2 separate regions of the Columba livia genome follow, and region 2 is linked to region 1. Evidence: chromatin contacts called from public Hi-C data. All regions are on one chromosome and are shown on one strand. Each heading gives the region's core, a stretch centred on a gene start, on an enhancer-like site or on the middle of the called end of the contact. The rest is flanking DNA. Distances are from core to core; before and after follow the strand shown.

Region 1 (6,106 bases), core at 1,860-4,359:
TAAATCAAAGTCTTAGTCTATTATATAGAGAAATATTGCTGAAGAGACCAACACTTTTTGTGTGTTGTTTGTGACTTTGTTTTTTCAACATTTCCCCCACTAAAGAGAAGAAAAAATGGTTTGCATTGTGTTAGCTCCAGTTATAATTTCCAGCTGTGTCAAAACTTTAACAGCCTAAAAGCAGGAAATCCAAAGAGGAAATTCCATCGTCAGTTCCTGAAGTTTTGTAACTCAAATGTTCTTCCAAAAGCTGGATCTTAAAGGAATTTTGGTAGCATTTTCTGTAACCTTACCTGATATCTTCAAGTAGCTCACATTCTGCCTGATGCTTGGCCTGAAGTTTTGTCATCTGCTCAACCTGAATGTTTTTTAGCTCTTGTGTAACTTTCACCTACAAAAAAAGAAACCACAGACCACATATATTTTCTGTAGAGTTTAAGTCAAACTTCAACAAGAAAAAAACATACAATTCATGTCCTTCACCTATTGTGAAATGGCACGTTTCAGTAGCAAATTCAAACACAGAGTTAGGAGGGTGGTTTAACCCTAACGCAACATTCGGAAAAGCTGGTTTAGTAAGTGCTGGCACCCCAGCACATGGCAAGAATCTCACACTTACACCCAACCATTAACGAAAGTGAAATTTTCTTCCGAAAGCTAGGAGGGTAGTTTGTGTGCAATAGAAGAGTTTTGCCTAAGGATAGCTTAACCATCAAGTTGTTTTTTGATTATGCATCAGGTCAAAAGAGCCCTCTATAAAAGGCTTTAGGATGTTTGCCTTACATTTTTTAGTGTTCGTGTATTTTCCTTTGAACCTTGTGATCACGAAGCTAAAATGTCAACACTTTGGGAACCTCCTTGATAAGAGGCAGGTATCCCCACTGGCATAGGTATATGGAATGATTCGATTTTAGAAGGTAACCTTGGGGTTGTTTTGTTCTTGTTTTTATAAACCAACAGGTCTTGGCATTTAAGCCCTCTAGTGATCACAGGGAATCTGTGTGTCGGCCTAAAAAACGATCACTGGCATATCTGAAGACATTATGCATTCATGAGGACAGAAATGCCAAACAGTCACTGTAATGAGGGAAGAGAAATGAAAAATTCAGAGAGGAAGAAAACACAGATCTCCCTCTTCTTCACTAGCCACGCAGAATAAAACCTAAATCTCACCAGAGAGCAAAAGCCTCGTCGATTTTAACTCTGAAAACAAACCTCCAGCAACAAGCACCCCTTAATCACATTATATAAAGATGAGTTTTTTCACTATACAAAAAAAATCACATGTATGCCCCTAAGGTCAAGAAGAAAAAGTATCTATTTTCAACACGAACTTTCAGCATTTTTATCTGTATATGAAAAAACCCTACTCAAAATAAATAAACCCACACACACGACCTATGTAATGGAAATAATCTCACATGAAATAATATAGGAAAAGAACGACATGCACGTAATATAAATAAGCCGCCAAGCGCAAACTAAAATAGAAATAAGAATTAACAAAAGCAGAGCCCAGCCACAAAACAAGAGGTCGAGGGGCAGGAATGAGCCAAGGAGAGATGTTGGGTGCAGCTGCCTGCCAGAGCTACTGGGGAGTCCGGGGGATGACAAGAGATTTCTGTTTACACTCCCTCTCCAACCTTCCTCCCCTCCCAGTCACTATTATACAGTTCTCCACCCCACAAGCCCCCTGCAATCTCTTCTGCTGACCGAGAAACCTCAACATGGCACATGAAATCTCCAACATCTATGGTGAGCTACAACGATCAGATCATCAACGATTACTGCCCCAACCAGCCCCATCGGGCAGCAGTGCAAAAATCGCAAAACCACAAAACCCCTTTCCACGGTGCCCATAAAGACACGGCTTATCCATCCTGAGCCCCGCTTCACCATCCCTGGTTCCCCCTTTCTCCCCACACACAACCCTCAAAACAACTAATCAATATATCTCTCCATGTATTAACACTTAGATATAGCTCAAGACCTCACCACAGCTCCAGCCTGCCAGATAACAACCTGTCTACACAGACAAGCCACGCTTGGAACAGCCTTTTTTTCCCAAATCTACGTTCCTCCTTCCACCCCAATGCAAAGCACCCCATATTCCCATGGACACAAAAAAGCCTCCCCGCCGCATTGGCAGCTTGTTCCCATCACACAGATGTTGCACATTTTTGGCTGCTGATCCACGCGGGGATACCCCATATCAACCCCAGACGTGACCTTCTCCTCCAACACAACCAACCCACGGCTGTTGGTATCAACTATAGTCGCCGAAACCCCCCCATAATCCAGCTGGTAGCACCCCGCAATGGTACCGACTGTCCAAGCCCTCCTCTGCAGTCCCTGACCACCCTATCCTTCATCTCAACAACCTCCACTGGGCATGGGGGCCCAACACCCACCGCTCCCCCGCACCTCCTGCTTCCACAGCCCATCTCCCCCACCATGCCCAATTTCCAACACCCCCCCCAAGACATCCCCCGCTTCCCCACCTTGCTGGGCTGCCCCTCACCCTCAATTCCCCCCTCACCCCCTTCCCTCCAACTCACCCTCTCCCAGACCACCCCCCCCGCGTCCCCAAACCCCCTCATCCCTCCCCACACCCCTAAACCCACCCCACACCAGTCACCCCCCCCCTCCACCAGCCCCACTCAGCCGCCCCCCCCCCCCCCCATCTCCACACAAGCCCCCTCGACTCCCTCACCTTTCTCGGCGGGGGCTGCATGGTGCTGCGCTGGGTCTCCACATCAATTCCCTCCCCCCCGGCAGCAGGATGCGGCCCCCGCTGCAGGAGGAGGAGGAGCGGGCAGCGAGCGGCTCCCTCCCGGGTCGGGGCGAGTCGCGGTCGGCGGGAGGAGCGGGGGGTGGAGGAGGGGAGGGGGGGGGGGGGGTGAGGCCGCCTCTTCCTCACGGGCAGCGGCGGGCGGGCACCGAGCGGCGTCCCGAGTCCCGGCCCTGGGGAAGCGGGGAGGGGAAAGGAGGCGGCGGAGGGAAGGCGGGGAGAGAGCGGAGGGGGGAGCGAGTTCGAAAATTGAAAAAAATCAAAAGCAAAAGCAAAAGGAGGAGATGTGAGAGCGGAGCGCGGAGCGCGGCTCGGGAGCGCCCCGCTGAGGGGACGCGCGCGCCAACCGCCCGCCCCGCCCGCGGCCTCGCGCTCCTGCCGCCCAGAGCGGCCGCCATAGAGGGGCGGGGCGAGGCCTCTCCGCGCCCGCCCCGCGGGTGTCGGCGGCCGCTGGGGGGCGCGGTGCGGGCGGAGCGTGTGTGTGCACGGGGGTGCACAGGGGGGGCGTGGGAGTGTGCACGGGGGGTGCACAGGGGCTGTAGGGGTGTGCAAGGAGCGGGGGGGGGTTGGCAGCGGGGTGCAGGGGAATGCACGGGGAGTGCAGGGCTGTGCACGGCGGGTGCAGGGGAGGAATGCAGGAGGTGCACAGTGTGTACGGGGGAGATGTGGGGGGTACAGGGGTGTGCACGGCGGGTGCAGGGCTGTGCACGGGTGTGCCCAGGGGGGTAGAGGGGTGTGCACGGGTGTGCCCGGGGGCGTACAGGGGTGTGCACGGCGTGTGCACGGGGGGTGCAGGAGTGTGTCCGGGGGTATGCACGGCGTGTGCACTGGAGGCGCAGGGCTGTGCACGGGCGGGTGTAGGAGTGTGCACACGGTGTGCATGGGGGGCCCAGGGGGGTGCACGGGTGTGCACGGGGGGTGCAGAGGTATGCACGAAGTGTGCGCGGGGTGGATGCAGGGATGTGCACGGAGGGGGTGCAGTGGTGTGCACGGGAGGTGCAGGGGTGTGCACGGACTGTGCATGGCGTGTGCACGGGGGGGTGCAGGGGTGTGCACCGGGTGTGCGCAGTGGGGATGCAGGGAGTGCACAGTGTGTACAGAGAAGATGCGGCGGGTGCAGGGGTGTGCACAAGGGGATGCACGGGGAGGTGCACAAGGGCTGCAGGGATGTGCACGGCGGGGGCTGCGCACAGAGTGTGCACAGAATGTGTAAAGGGAAGATGCGGGGGTGCAGTGGTGTGCACGCGGGATGTAGGGAGTGCACGGGGGGGGTGTGCACTGTGTGCAAAGCGGGGTGCACGGGGGCTCCAGGGTGTGCAGGGGGATGCACGGGGAGGGGTGCAGCGGTGTGCACAGGTGGTGCACGGGGTGGGGGATACAGGGAGTGCACAGTGTGTACAGGGAAGATGCAGGGGTGTGCACAGAGGGAGTGCAGGGGGGTGCACAAGGTGTGCACGGAGGATGCAGGTAGTGCATGGTGGGGATGCAAGGTGTGCGCGGGGGCTGCAAGGGTGTGCACGTGGAAGATGCATGGCATGCACAGGGGTGCACAAGGGATGCAGAGATACACACGGGGTTGCACAGGGGCTGCAGGGCTGTGCACGGGGGATGCACAGTGAGGGTGCAGAGTGTGCACAGGGGTGTGCCAGGGAGTGCACAGGGGCGGCAGTTTTTGCGCAAGCGGGTGCAGCAGTACGCACAAGGACGGTGCAGGGTTCTGCACAGGGAGAGTGCAGAGTTTGCACCCGGGGGTGCACAATGGGTGCAGAGTGTGCACGGATTGTGCACAGGAAGGGTGCAAAGGGTGCACCGGGGTGTGCACAGGGTCTGCAGCATTTGCACAAGGGGTGCGTGAAGGGATGCAGTGTGTGCAGAGGGGGTGCAGGGTGTGCACAGGAGGATGAAGGGGTTGCACAGCGGGGAGCTGGGGTCTGCACGGTGGGTGCAGACTGTACACCAGGCATGCAGGGGTGTGCACAGGGAGGGTGCAAAGGATGCACAGGAGGGTGCAAGAGTGCACAGGGGTTGCAGAGGTGTGCACAAGGGCCTGCAGAGTTTGCACAGGGGGAAGGGGTGTGCACAGGGAGGGTGCGAGGGGTGCGCAAGAGGGTGCAGGGGTGTGAACAGAGGGGGTGTGCAGTTTGCACAAGGGAGTGTAGGGGGGTGCACAAGGGGGTACAAGGGTGTGCATAGGGTTTGTCCACAAGAGAGTGCAAGTACGTGCACGGGGTGTGCACAGGAGCATGCACAGCAGTGCAGGGGATCTGTACAGCGGGGTGTAGGGTGTGCACAGAGGGGTGTGCAAAGGATGCAAGGTGTGCAGGAGGGTGCACAGGAGGTGTACGGGGATGTGTGGATGTGCAGAGGGGTGCGGGGCTTCATTCAGGGGGGTTGCAAAGGAGTGTGCAGGGTGTACATAGGGGACTGAAGGGATCTCCCAGGGGGTGCAGGGCATGCACAGGGGCCTGCACAGAGGGGTGCAAGGCTTGCACAGGGGTTCCAGGGATGCACATGGGGGGATGCAGCGCTGTGCATATGGGGGTGCACGGAGGGGTGCAAGGTTTGCACAGGGGTTACAGGGATGTGCATGGGGGGGATGCAGCACTGTGCGTATGGGGGTGCACGGAGGGGTGCAAGGTTTGCACAGGGGTTACAGGGATGTGCATGGGGGGATGCAGCGCTGTGCATATGGGGGTGCACAGAGGGGTGCAAGGTTTGCACAGGGGTTACAGGGATGCGCATGGGGGGGGATGCAGCACTGTGCATATGGCGGTGCGCAGAGGGGTGCAAGGTTTGCACGGGGGTTACAGGGGTGCACATGGGGGGATGCAGCACTGTGCATATGGGGGTGCGCAGAGGGGTGCAAGGTTTGCACAGGGGTTACAGGGATGCAGATGGAGGGGATGCAGCACTGTGCATATGGGGGTGTGCAGAGGGGTGCAAGGTTTGCACGGGGGTTACAAGGATGTGCATGGGGGGGATGCAGCGTTGTGCATATAGGAGTGCGCAGAGGGATGCAAGGTTTGCACAGGGGTTACAGGAATGTGCATGGGGGGGAATGCAGCGCTGTGCATATGGGGGTGCACGGAGGGGTGCACAGTTTGCACAGGGGTTGCAGGGGTCCGCATGGGGGGAATGCAGCACTGTGCATATGGGGGTGTGCAGAGGGGTGCAAGGTTTGCATGGGGATTAGAGGGATGCACATGGGGTGATGCAGCACTGCGCATATTGGGGGTACGCAGAGGGGTGCAAGGTTTGCACAGGGGTTACAGGGATGTGCATGGGGGGATGCAAGCGCTGTGCATGTGGGGGTGC
Region 2 (6,106 bases), core at 1,950-4,449, 190 kb before region 1:
CATGGTGCAGTCTCAAAGAGCTGCTGCTTCCAACAGACTTAAAATACTCCGTATCACTAAAGAGAGGTATCCAAACAAGCACAAAAACGTCAGACAGTTTTGCATCAGTTACGTAAGTCTACTTAAGTATTAAAAAAATCTAAGAAAATATTTGATTTTTAAAAGCCGGGAGAGTGTTATAAAATCTAACATCTCCAAAAGCCCAAAGTCTGATACTTCAGAAGAAGCAGACGTTCCGAATCATGCACACAATATTCCTAGAGCTGACAAATCCTGATGTGCTGTGTGAGTTTGTGCCACTGTGTTTAAGCATTTGCTGGAGATAATCAGCAATTTGCACTGTACAATGTGATCCAACAACACTGGCCAAGCAGGAATAAATCTGAGCATTACCCCAGAACACACACTGCCCTCCACCGCTAATTTGTTTTAGAGAAAAGTGCAAGTACAGCTACCAGATTTCAAACATTAAAAGATGAGAAATTGCTGGTCACTTTACTGTCCTTTTTAATCAAAAATGTCAACAATCCTTCTGCAACGAAACAGTTTCTTTATAAGGACAGAAGCATTATGAATTCAATAAGGGAAATGGTAACACACAAGTACAAAACATTAAGCTCCTTCTCACTTCAATACTGAGACAGCAACATTCTCTACAAAGTATCTACAGACAAGCTTTAAAAGTTTTATTTGCATCCTCCTTGTTGGGAAATCGGAGAAAACAGCCAAAGTGACAGCACTTAAAATACCACAAAGAGCAAAGCATTTTGTAGTTCCACGCAGGAGTGTTCTGTGAGAACAGGCAAACCACATCCCAAGTTCTCTTCAAGTCAAACCCCCTTTCAGCTGACACCATCTAGACAGCACACAAATCTAAGTGCACAACCCACGTACTCCTGTTTTAACCGAGACAGTTTTACCTCAACGCTTCCCTCAGGGAATCCAAACCTCTTCTGCACGACAGCCGTCAGCTCCCGGATGCGGCGGCCTTTCTCACCCAGGACATTCTGAGTTCTGGACAAAAAAAGTACAGTATGACTGAGAAGAGTGCCTCCACACCTGAGCCTGTAACCATCCCAGAGAGCTTCCAAGCCGAGTATATAACTTAGTTTAGGGGTTGTAGCACTACTCTGTCGCTAAAGATCACTTTAGGATCTCTTTCTCAAGTAGTTTACCCTACTATTTATTGCTTTAATCTTCAGCCAGCAGCAGAATCCCTTACAGCCTTGTACAGCACCCATAAAGTCAGCAGCAGCACCACAGTTACCTGGTGGCAAGTATGATAATCTCAGTCCTGGTTGGAGTGACCCGGACTTCAACGCCCGAGTACCCATCTTCAGCCAGTTCACGAGTCAGAAACTCATTCAGCTCAGCTTTGAAGATACCATCAGCGACAAACTAAAAAAATAAAACAACAACAAATGGATCGCATCAAAGCAAACAGCCTGAACACACAATTTTCACATAATGAGTTTAGGAGCAATTCATCCTTGGGATCACCATCCCTGGAGAGGTTTTAAAAACATATAGATGAAGTTCTTAGGGACATTATTTAGGGCTAAATTTAGATTATGGTTGGACTCTATGATCTTAAGGGTCTCTTCCAACTGAAATGATTCTATGATCATACTGCAGACTGACGGCTTCTTCCCCCACAGAGAGGAAGTATCAGTGGGGACAAATAAAAGCATTTCTCCTGAAGCTCCCAGAGACAATTCAATTCAATTCTAGCAGGAGCCTACATCACTGCCTGATCGACCTCAGGCAGAAATTGTAGCTATCGTAGAAGTGCAGTGGCACTTCTGATTTGGTACGAAATTACATAAAATAATTTCAGAGGTCACATCCCTTTATGAGCCCCACAAGTCCTGCTGCCAGGGCTCCCACTTCTACCCTTACAATGCACAGGCGCCAAACCTCCCCCCCCCTCTACAAGACAGGCAGAGTCCTGCACCATCTGATCAGGGAGTCACAGAACCACAGTGTGGTTGGGGTTGAAGGGACCTTTGGAGATCCCCCAGCCCAACTCACCTACTCACGCAGGGTCACCAGAGCAGATCACACAGGTGGGTCCATGCGGGTTTGAATGTCTCAGAGGAGACTCCACACCCGCTCTGGGCAGCCTGGGCCAGGCTCTGGCACCTCTCAGCAAAGAAGTTTCTCCTCATGTTCAGATGAAGCCCCCTGTGTTTCAGTCTGTGCCCGTTGCCCCTCACCCTGGCGTTGGGCACCACTGAACAGAGTCTGGTCCATCCTCTGACACCCACCCTGACATATTGATCCATTGATCAGATCCCTCTCAGCTTCTCTTCTCCAGCTCAACAGCCCCAGCTCTCTCAGTGTCTCCTCATCACAAAGATGCTCCAGACCCCTCAGCATCTTTGTAGCCCACCACTGGACTCTCCCCAGTAATTCCTTGTCCTTCTTAAACTGGGGAGCCCAGAACTGGACCAAATGCTCCAGATTCTGCTTCACCAAGGCAGAGCAGAGTGGGAGGAACCTCCCTCAACCTGCTGGTCACACTCTTCCTATGTAGCCCAGGTACCATTGGCCTCTTGGCCACAGGGCACACTGTTGATTCATGGTCAACCTGTTGTCCCCCAGGACGCCCAGGTCTTCCTCTGCAATCCTGCTTTCCAGAAGGTCAACCCCAACCTGTACTGGTGCCTGCGGTTGTCACTCCCACGATCCTAAACTTGCCCTTGTTGAACTTCATCCGGTTCTTCTCTGCCCAGTCCAGCCCGGACACTGGACACAGTTCCAGAGCTCAGCACAGGCCCCAGAGAGGGCTGAGAGGGGGAATTATGGCTGCCCCCCGCGCTCTCCCCCCGCCCCGTGGTCTGCGCAGGGTCCCCCGCGCACTCCCTCACCCCGGCCTCCCGCCGCCATGTTCCCCGCCGGGCCGCCCAGCCGCAATCCGCCTCCATCCTCCCGCATCCGCCGCCATCCCCACCCCGCCGCCCCGCCCCGACGAAGCCCGGGGCCTCCTCCGACGCGACCCCGCCGGTATGGAGGCGCCCCAAAGCTGCGGCGAGCCGGGCCGCCGCCCTCACCTTGCGCTTCTTGGAGATCTGCACCGCCATCTTGAGCCGCGCCGCCCGGCGGAAAGGAGGGAACCTTTCCCCGAGGGAGGGCTATATCTGCCTTCCGCCGCTCCCCATTGGGCCGCCGCGATCACGTGGGTCGGCGGGCGGGGGCCGATGGGAAATGTAGTCTCCCCGGTGCTGACGCGCCGCCATGTTGGGGAGGCTGGAACCTGTCAGTGGGTTTTCCCGCCCTGACAGGCTGTGAACGCCCACAACCCGCATTAAAGCGGCTACAAAACCGATGTAATTCACCCCGATTTGCTACCTGGGGGCGTTCTCTGGTAATAAAGACACCTTCTCTTCGCCGTGCTGTGAGGGGAGCGCAGCCTGAGGTGAGGGGAACAGCACAGTCCCCCCTAACAGTCTTGTTAACCTTTATTTTTTAGGTAGTCAAAGCTCACGAGGAAAAAGGTGTGAAAAATCACAGGTTATTTGGTTAATTTCCAGTGGAAAGTGAGGAGCCTTTGCTACCAGAGGATGCTCTACTATTACCCCATAATTTGCCGCTTTATGTAAATGTTAACAACAGCTATTAACTATCAATAGTTAACTGTAAATATGAATGATATCTAACTGTAAACTTACAGCTATTGCAGGTCTTACCTGCTCTATGTGTGCAGCATCTTGAGGGCTCTACACCTCACTAAAAGACAAATAATTCGGCCAACAGGACAGTTGTGGCTCCAGGGCAGATCTTCTGCGGGATATTTTTCCTCCTATAATCATATTATCACCTCTGCAGTCTGGGCACTGAGTTAAATTAGTACCAGTAAGATGGGATTTCTCCTGTGGTGGTCAAAGATGGGGAAAGTGGCTTTTTTATTGTTATTATTATAAGTGGTCCAGGGTTTGTAGGGGATTACAGGGGGTTGGTTGTGCCACTTCAACTAGAAATTATAATAACGGGTAGAAATGATACATGAAAATACCCGCACGCCGGTGGGTAAATACGGTCCGTTTGGGAAGAGCCAGCAAAAGGTATTTCTGCCTTGCAAACCTCCTGGAGCCACCAGATAGGGGGATGAGGGGAAAAAAAAGGTAAAAATGAGCTATTTGGCTTTTTGTAAGGCTTCTTTGGGAAAGCCTTGCAGAAAATAAGTGGCCACAGGTGAAGGCAGGGGCATTGCACAGCCATGAATGCACAGACCCCATTGCGTCTTTGCAATAGAAGAAGAAATTAAATGTTAGAATTATCAAAAAATAAGTAAGAAGAAATAGGAAAACAACACTTAATGGCTCTGTAAATAATTCCATCTGATCCTCTGTCTCCCCCACTGCCTCTGTTTTTGGGCTAGACTGCTCAAGTTGTGCAAAGCTGAAGAGCAAAGGTCCCCATAAGGGGACTCGTGAGGGGATCGAGTGCACCCTCAGTGAGTTTGCAGACAACACCAAGTTGGGTGGAGTGTTGATGTGCTGGAGGGTGGGAAGGCCATACAGAGGGGTCTGGCCCGGCTGGATGGATGGGCTGAGGCCATTTGTCTGAGGTTCACCAAGGCCAAGTGCCGGGTCCTGCCCTGGGGTCACAGCAACCCCAGGCAGCGCTACAGGCTCGGGGAAGAGCGGCTGGAAAGTGCCCGGCGGAAAAGGAGCTGGGGGTGTTGGTGCCAGCGGCTGAACATGAGCCAGCGAGTGCCCAGGTGGCCAAGAGGCCACCAGCATCCTGGCTGGTACCAGCACTGGTGTGGCCAGCAGGCCCAGGGCAGTGACCGTCCCTGTGCTGGGACCTGGGGAGGCCAAACCACCAATCCTGGGGGCAGTTTTGGGCCCCTCACACCAAGAAAGGCCTTGAGGTGCTGGAGCGAGTTGAGAGAAGGGAACGGGGCTGGGGTAGGGGCTGGAGCACAAGTGTGATGGAGCGGCTGAGGGACCTGGGGGGTTCAGCTGGAGAACAGGAGCTGAGGGGAGACCTTCTGATCTCTGAACTGCCTGAAAGGAGCTTGGAGCCAGGGGGGTCGGGCTCTGCTCCCCAGGAACAAGCGCCAGGAGCAGACGAAACGGCCTCAAGTTGCGCCAGGGGAGGTTGAGTTTGGATGTGGGGAACAATTTCTTCCCCAAAGGGCTGTGGGGCATCGGAACAGGCTGCCCAGGGCAGTGCTGGAGTCACCATCCCTGGAGGGTTGGACAGACACAGAGATGAGGTTCTCAGGGACATGGGGTAGTGGTGGCCTTGGCAGTGTTGGACTTAATGATCTTAAAGGTCTTTTCCAACCCAAATGACTCTATGACTCCATAAGTGGTTTCTCCCCAGCCCAGGGCAGCCGCAGGTCTCCAGGTCTCCAGCAACCAGGACAGACGTTCCCTTGGGGACAAGACTCTGTCTCCTGCCAGCCCCAAGCTCTGCAGAGAGGTCAGCATCCCTGGAGGGTTGGACAGATGGAGATGAGGTTTTTAGGGACATGGTTTAGTGCTGGGGTTAGTCTAGGTTATGGTTGGACTCGATGATCCTGAGGGTCTCTTCCAACTGAAATGGTTCTATGATTCTATAGATGTGTCGGGTGACAATCAGCATCACTCTGGGAACAACAAGGAGGAGGCAGCTCCGCTCTGGAACTGGTACCAACCCTCCGAGCGAGGACAGAGAGCGGGACCTTTCCCACCTGGGAGCGTGAGGTGTCTGACACGGACCAGTTTACTTAGAGTTGCCTCATTGAGACATAACCATGCAGGGAATACCAGTATGACCAGTACAGTGCTGGCAAACACATCTCCTTCCAACACACAGCCCAATATCACTGCAGGGAGCAGTGGGGAGGCCACAGTGCCTGGAAGGAGCCAGCTCTTCTCTCTGACAGGGGAAAGATTATTTTGCCACTAGATGTCAGTGGAGATGGCGACAAGGGTAGGAAAAGCTTCGTGTTTCTACTCATTTCCCTCCTCCCTCTTCCCCAGGGATTCATTTCTCCAGGATTTAAGGAGTGACAGAGATATCGGTGAAACAGAGCCTGTCTGGAGCAGCCCATGGTCCACTTTGCCAAGTCAGCTGCTGGTGAGGGACTTGTGCCCCCTCTTGTTGTCACCAA

What was found. Hi-C and Micro-C count contacts between places; a contact is called where the count stands out from the background.
Region 2: a contact with region 1 is called in a Hi-C map of crop, with 4 times the contacts expected there. The contact joins the promoter of RPS3 here to the promoter of FCHSD2 in region 1. A contact is called at or near these places in 2 of 2 Hi-C or Micro-C datasets (crop and liver).

The regions. Positions count from the first base shown.
Region 1 is chr1:2,805,839-2,811,944 of bColLiv1.pat.W.v2, reverse strand. FCHSD2 (FCH and double SH3 domains 2) reads right to left here and starts at 3,109. Exons shown (of 21, transcript XM_065065189.1): 1 at 2,714-3,109; 2 at 294-391. The coding sequence starts at 2,734.
Region 2 is chr1:2,996,766-3,002,871 of bColLiv1.pat.W.v2, reverse strand. It overlaps RPS3 (ribosomal protein S3), which reads right to left and starts at 3,199. Exons shown (of 7, transcript XM_005500610.3): 1 at 3,054-3,199; 2 at 1,268-1,398; 3 at 921-1,014. The coding sequence starts at 3,083.